Linked DNA regions of Sus scrofa: region 1 is linked to region 2. Evidence: chromatin contacts called from public Hi-C data. All regions are on one chromosome and are shown on one strand. Each heading gives the region's core, a stretch centred on a gene start, on an enhancer-like site or on the middle of the called end of the contact. The rest is flanking DNA. Distances are from core to core; before and after follow the strand shown. Region 1 overlaps NCKAP5 (nck-associated protein 5). Region 2 overlaps NCKAP5 (nck-associated protein 5).

What was found. Hi-C and Micro-C count contacts between places; a contact is called where the count stands out from the background.
Region 1: a contact with region 2 is called in a Hi-C map of liver, with 6 times the contacts expected there. The contact joins two enhancer-like sites. A contact is called at or near these places in 4 of 47 Hi-C or Micro-C datasets (liver and skeletal muscle).

The regions. Positions count from the first base shown.
Region 1 is chr15:19,326,719-19,330,663 of Sscrofa11.1, reverse strand. The region is part of intron 10 of NCKAP5 (nck-associated protein 5); the gene reads right to left. Among named protein-coding and RNA genes, the nearest start is that of LYPD1, 190 kb to the left of the region's middle. Within about 2 kb of position 2,368, at least 2 of the 83 cell types and tissues checked have an H3K27ac peak or open chromatin away from gene starts, as enhancers often do. A contact at or near this core is called in liver, where this site is marked.
Region 2 is chr15:19,165,366-19,169,135 of Sscrofa11.1, reverse strand. All of the region lies in intron 6 of NCKAP5 (nck-associated protein 5), which reads right to left. Among named protein-coding and RNA genes, the nearest start is that of LYPD1, 360 kb to the left of the region's middle. Within about 2 kb of position 2,360, at least 1 of the 83 cell types and tissues checked has an H3K27ac peak or open chromatin away from gene starts, as enhancers often do. A contact at or near this core is called in liver, where this site is marked.

The DNA of each region.
Region 1 (3,945 bases), core at 1,119-3,618, 160 kb before region 2:
GAATATTTCTGTAACACTGACTTTCCTCATCTCATGGATATACAGTATATTTCCACTTATTCATCTCTTGAGTTCTTATTAAAATTTTCTGTTTTGGTCATTTAGATCTTACATACATCTTACTAGGTTTATTGCTAGGTAGTTCATATTTTTTATTAATATTATGAATGGAATCTTTTCCCAATTACATTTTCCAAATGTTGAATATATTAGCTTTCAAAATTTTCAAAAGATTTTCAAAATTTCTTTTCTGCTGAAGGAAAGACATTACTTTCTAGTCATAAGCATTTAAATTAATATAATGCATTTAGAGATAGTTTCAGAAAAGTGATTCAAACCTAGGTGTGCAAAGGACAACTCCACTTTCTTATATTATTTTATGCTGACTCAGCATTCAGTGAGTTTCTTCCCTACCTGGACCCCTGACAGGATCCCCTTTTCTCAGCACAAACCCAAATAGAATAGAAAGGACTCCTGGCTCCTTGAAAAAGCTCTTATTTTGCCTGCTAAGACCTAAAGCATTTAAGTGACTTGTCTAAAGTCACACATTGTAACACTCAGAAAGTGGCAGAATTGGATTGGCTTCTAGAATGATCATTACAATTTCTAACAAAAGAAGAATAATGGTGGCTTAACTGTTCCCCTCTGACAGATTGTACATGCTTCTACACGCAGCCTTCATCCACTTTTGTATTCTATGGAATGCTTTAGGTAGTATTTTATGATCGTGTATAAACTGTGCAAATTTTCACGCCATGCCAGTACAGTTGGTTTCCTATTTCAAAAGTAGGAAATGGGCCATATTTATACGGTAACAATAAACAAGTGTATCCAAAGTGGCTGAAGGTAATTATCAAAACTCTTGAGAGTGAAAGCCAATGGAAAGTTATTAGTCCCCCAAAGTGCATTAAACACTGTGAGAGAAGCAAGGATGTGTAAAACAATGGGGCAAAAAATAATACAGAAGTGATATAATTAAATAGCTATTATGTGCAGTTTAATGCATTGTACTACATGCTTTACATAGGGTAATTCACTTTAAAACATACACACATTATAACCAAGAGGTAAATATTGGGTTTTTGTTCTTTCATAGAGGAGATTTCAGAACTTTAGTGATGAAATTACTTGCCCGAGGTCATAATATTAATGAATAGTAAAGACTGAATTGAAATCTGGATGTATTTAACTCCAAAATTCTTGTTCTAGCTTTTTCATGTACTTATCTATTTTCCTTAGAATCTAGCTCAAGATATATACATAGCTTCCCTTTTGGCAACACTGCACAAGTCCTGGGAACATTTTTAACTATTAACTGACACCCAATACATCTACTACCAAAAAGCTGGTCATTAACTTACTAAACATTCCCACAAATGTTTGAGGAAGTACTTATGACACGTCTCATCACAAATAAAAAAAAAAAATCATGTCCTCATTGAAGAGCTTCTGATACAAAAAACTACACGGATGAATATCAAACACAGGCTAAATAAAATAAGCCAGACACAAAAGTGTATACATCATATGGTTCCACTCATATTAAACTCTTAAAAAGGCAAAACTAATCCATAGTGACAGAAAACAGATCAGCAGTGGCCTGGGGCTGGAGGTTCTGGGTAATGGACTGGGAAAGGGAACAAGGGAATTTTCTGGGGTGGATGAATAGATACAGTAAATATTCTTTAGAAATAGGTCATAGCCACTGGTGGAATGGGTTTAACGGCTCCACTTAACTAGGGTAAGGACTAAGATATACCAGAAAACTGCTTTGAGGAGTCACAAATGAACACTGCTATGTGGATCTTAACAGAGTTTCAAAATCTGGTCAGAAAACAGAAGCAGAATTTAGCTTAGGACTAAAATAAACATTCTGGAAGCTTAGTGAACAATCAATAGTGGTAATCCACCCAGCTGTACAAAGGGCATATGGAACACCCCAAATGTTCCATTTTGATGTGGAATTAATGCGGTGAGTTATTTTTCCTTTCTTTTGTAATGGACATACCATTGTAATGAGAAGATAATTTTGCATCAGAGGCGTCAGCTTGCGGATTATCTCTTTCATTTTGGCTCTCCCCATTTTTATGGCAAATTCTGCTACAACATCAATGGTAATGCATTTTGCACTCATATTATTATGAGATCTGTACATTAATTCAAGGATCTCAGTGCTTGCCTTGAATAACATCAAAACTAACAATGAAATATGAGCAAGGCTTGTTGGAAAACATCTGTATGCCTCACTTATCAGAAAATGCACAGCACATTTGGTTTTGAAATTCCGATTTTCTTCACATTAGAAATGCCTTGAAATAGACCTATTGTGCAATATGATTCCTATGACATGATCCTTTATCTATTATCCCCTCCCATTCAATATTTACCCATGCAGGAAAGGAATGCAATCACCAAAAGGGAAAACTGAAAACAATTATCTCTTTTGGGGGACTTGTGCTTTGAATTTTTAAAGGTGGACATTTAGGGGTCTAACATACTTGAGAAGGGTTTCAAAACACTCCGAAGTTAAGAGGAATACAAAATAGAAAGTGTCCAACATGAAATGAATAAATAAAGGTAGAAGGTAGGTTATGATGCAGGCCATCATCAAGGATTCAATCTTAACTTAGGATTCATTTCTTATTTAAGGATGTAATAGGCTTCACATGGTCCCTGCACATCTTGAGGTTATAAGAAAATTTTTCTCTGTATGTGTGGAGAAAACCTATTGCCTTGCTCAGAATCTCAAAGATTCTATGATCCAGCCACTACCCTCTTTCCCTTTAAAGTTAGCCAGCAGATGAGATAGACAGCTTAATTCTGAATATTTCCATTGCATCCAATGCCATAACACCTCATACGCATTCTTGCTTAAACATTCACTCTGAGTCACTGAACTAAAAGCCTGTAAGGATCTACTTAGAGCTAAATATCTGCAGACAATCCCCAGAAATACAAATCCCAGGAAAACTGCAAAACAATCAAAAAAGTTAATAGTGAAGAGAAATAGATTTAATACAGTAAGTTTGGGGCCTAAAACCTCCTTCCCTCTGATCAGTTTCTCAAAAATATTCTTGCTGAACAAACAAATCACTTTTGGTACCCTCTCTGTTTCCCTGCCACCCAGATGCAGGTCACTTACATCATAGCAAGAGACAGTAAAGAAGCACAGCATCTGCTCAGCTTCTTTATGTGACAGTCAGGGTACCAGGCATTTTAGACACCTTTCATTACTTTATTTGTTCTGATGGAAATTAAGGTTCGAGGAATTTCAAGAACCTGCCCATTATCACCCAACCAAGCAAACTGGTGGTATTGGGACTTAAAACCAAGACAGCTTGAAGCTTAGTATTTGTCATCTTTCTGCTCCTCCACACAGTAATTTCTCCTCCCTTCCCCCTCTCCGGTCTCCTCCATCATGCCTCCTTGGAGTTAGGGGTTTCTAGTCAGCCCACTTCATCTAAAACCACTTCCCAAAGCTGCCCATTAGGCTGACAGCACTTCCTCTTCGTTAATTCAGGTAAAATTCAAACATGTTATGCATGGCACAGTGGAAAAGGCAGAGTACTGGGAATCAGGACTCCTGGGTCCTCTCTGTTCTACACAGACTGTGTGACCTTGCACCAGGCGTGAATCAATCCAAGCATTAGATAACAAGGCAGGTAGATTGCATGATTTTGAAGGTTGAGATAGAATATTTTGACTCTATTACTTCTTGGCAGAAACATGGTTCCAGGGAAAATGATTTGATCATGTTAATAGGTTATTAGATTCACTGCCCTTATTTTGGAAAATATCACTTATGCCCGTCATGGTGTTGTCTATAACTCAGATGATCAGGACACCACCCAAATGTATTTAACTCCATTTGCCCGAAGTGTAGCACATTGACAAGTCCAAACAGACTCTTAAGTGCCTCTTAATTGGTTGATTTGCTGAACGCTA
Region 2 (3,770 bases), core at 1,111-3,610:
TAGCAACTTAAAACTTTCTATCTCACTGTCCCCATAAATATACACTGTCAGATGACCAATGTATCCAAATTTCTGTTTCAGGAAATATGGTCAATATCTTATATGGTTTTTATTTTTAATGACTGCTGGCAGAAAAATATTTAAGTATCTTTTGAGTTTGTTAAACTGAGTTGAATTGGGAAATCTCTGCTATGAAAGAATTAAGTGTTCAAATGTAGTAGTAATAGTAGTAATAATAATAATAATAATAATCATATGGAGAAGCAAACTATTATTCCAAATTCAGTAAACAGACATTATATGCAGTTTACTAAGTCCCAGTTATACTGTAAGACTTTCAGGGGCCAGAATGCTTTATATATCACATCCATTACCACATGCTTGCACAACACAGAAGGCACTCAGTAGTGCCCAATGCTGGTAGTTATAACGATGCTAAATGAGGGATGACATCACCTTGATTTAGCTCTGATGACACTGTGCTCAAGCTCAATGCTGAGCTACTTAAATTTTCTTAAGTACTTTCACAGAAAACCATTTTTAGGCAAGTATTTTGCTATCAGAAACAAAGCAACGGACTGATAGGCTCTTTACATGAAAGGTAAAAGCACTGTTACACTGATTTCCACGCCAAAAAAATGAGATTTTGAGTGTTTATTCTTTAAGGGACACTCCTACCACATGCATCTCACACAGAAATCCATCAACTTTTAAGCCATTATAATGAAGGGTCTATCCTAAAATGCCCTGGGAATTTCTGGAGACTCACAGACACACTCCTAATCAAGATACTCAATTCCTCCCACCTTCCTCCTTCCTGAGTTACCTAAAAGAAAAGCTCTAATGAAGTGCATTAGTTGTACTTTTGAAAGTCAGAGATGGATTATCTAGCTAATTCTCTTGGGGGCTCATGTTAGAACAGAGAGAAGCTTTGCTTATTTGCACCTAAATGGAACTTAAGGATAAAGCAAGAATATTACATCTTTTTTCTAGTACAATTTACATAATACCCATTTTCTCTAGTCAGGCAAAACTCAATGCACAGCAGAGGGCCCAACTGTTTGAGGATTTGACAGAAGAAATTTCCCAGCAATATTGTCCTGGTGTGTTTTTTTGACATTAAAACTCTTATTTTTATCCCTAACCCCTGAACGCAGCAGAAAGCTATCACTTGAGGTGCTTCTTTGGCATTGAGTGGGATGTACATCCTGACAAGCCTTTCATAGCCACAGTGGGTGTATACAGACAAAGAGCTAGTTGGTGAAGACACCTATAACCCTGCCAGATGATTCATCTGGGTAAGAGAAGGAAGGAAATTCAGATAAAGTAGCAAGAAATAAGCATGATCTTAAGAGACAATTAGGAAGGTCAAATACATACACACATACACACACTCACTCATATATGAAAAGTCAGAATATATACATATATATGAGAAGCAATAATAACTGCACATCAAAAACTTATTTTCTTCAAGCAAAATCTCTGTACATTTAAAGAATGAATGAACTACCCAAGTTGTTCCTGAGACAAAAGGCTCTCCCAGACGTCTGCCACCTTAACCCAACAAAGAGTTTTCTAGGTCCCATCCAGGGTCATCTCAGTGTTCAGGAACTTTCTGTTGCCACTGGGAGGGAGGCAACTGAGCTGATTTCTTGTCCCAGGTATGCCACTCAAGGGCAGCCCAGCCTTGGTAAAGCCCCTTGGTTATCTGTGACATTGTTTCCTCATGTGCAAAATGAGGTGGCTGGGTATTGGAGCTAATTCTCCTCCTTCTGAGCACCTGAGACTTGCTAGCTATCTTATTAATCAGCACATAGCATTTGACCTTAAAGTGTCACACTGCAACTCCTTCCTCAGAACAACATGGATAATTGGGGCTGGCTACCTAGAAGACAGCAATATCACAACAAACTGCTGGTAGCTCTTCCTGCTATGGTGCAGTGGGTTAATCATCCGGCTTGTCTCTGTGGTTGTGCTTGTTCAATCCCTGGCCTGGCTCATTGGGTTAAGATCTAGTGTTGCTACAGCCATAGGTTGCAGCTCTGACTCGGATTTTACCCCTGATCTGAGAACTTCCACATGGGGAAGTGGGGGAAGGAAAAGGGGGAGCCAAAAAAACAAAACAAAACAAAAATAAAAAACAGCTGGTAGCCATGACCTACACTCTTGGCTATCTTGATAAAATACAAGGTGACCCAACCTCTTCCAAGAAGCCCTGATTTCTAAGATACAAGATGATTCCTTTATTTACTTTTGCTAAAAATCACTAAAAACCTTAGCCCTGAAGTAAACTGGCTGTAACTCTTGCTACACAGTAGGGATGCTGCCAGTTTTCTCAAAGTCCATCAAGCACAGTTGGCTTTGTGTAACAAGAATGATCCCAGATGTTGGCAAAAGAGTCAGAACTAATTATGGTTCAGACAAGTATGGAAACTCAGCTCCAAGTGGAAGGCTTTAACTTTGGGGCTAAGAGGGGTTTGAGGAATTCACTGTGAGGATCAGTCCTGGGACCTGGCTCCCCATATTCTCTGTCAAGTTTTCATTGTCCTTCAAGGCCCTGCCTTGCATTATGTCAAAGACAAAGTCTTAGTTTGGTAACTCTCTTGAAACTTGCTAATCCTTAAAACTTTAAAAAGGGAAAATAGGACTCAAGCTCACTTAACAGACAACACTAATTAGGGTGAGTTTAGAATTGCGTCTTTTTTTTCTTTGTGTCCATGGGTCCTTCCAAATTTTGCAAGTGAAATAATTTTCCATTTCCAGCAACACCTTCCTTTCAGCAGGGTTTTCATCAGTACTTCTGTCTGCTCAGACATGTCCACTAGTTCTCATTCCATCTAGTCTGTGGTCTCTGAACATGTTCCACCCTGTGCTCTAATCATTTTCCTGAGCAACTCACTGACCTGCCCACCTCTCCATGTCCTCATGGTCTCCCAAAGTCTTGACCAGCCTTCTGATCCCCCATTGCCTCCTCATCAATGTGCTCACTACCAACCCATGGACTGAATATGGCTGGGAGCAAGGTCTCCAGGGCTCTGAGAGACTTAGTAAATCCTCAAATATTAGGTGGCTTGTGATTGACTCAGTCAGGATCTGAACCCAAACTGCAGGTCTCTAAAAACTCAAAGCTTACCCATAATCCTCTGCTACACCTAATCAGACTTCCCATAATCCTCTGCTGCATCTCACCAGAATACCCATAATCCTCTCCTGCACCTCACCAGAACACCTATAATCCTCTGTTGTACCCCACCAGAATACCCTATAATCTTCTGTTTATGCGGGTATGCATAGAGTACCTAAAGAACAAAAGGACATTTCCATTTATCTGAATTTTAATGTCTTTCAAGGGCCAACTCAACTCCGACCTTCCCCAGAAGCTCAATGTGTTTCCTGAACATGAGGCAGCAGAATGGCTACTTTGAGGGAAAGATGGTGGTAGGCTACTGAAAACAAGACTTTGGCTGGAAGAACTGTTACCATGATGAGCACAAAAGGAAAAACATAACAGCTGAATCCAAAGCTTTGTAGTGCAGTGGTTTGCAACCCAGACTGCATGTTAGAATTGATCAGCAGAGATTGAAAAAATTCTCATGCCCAGTCCATACCCTAGATCAATGAAGTCAGAATCCCCCAGATGGAACTAGGACATCACAAATTTTTAAAATTCTCCAGATGAGTCTAAGGCATATCCAAATATGAGAACTACTACGGCAGAATATAATTAATACTACCCCTGCACGACTATAGGACTTGGAATCAAAAGA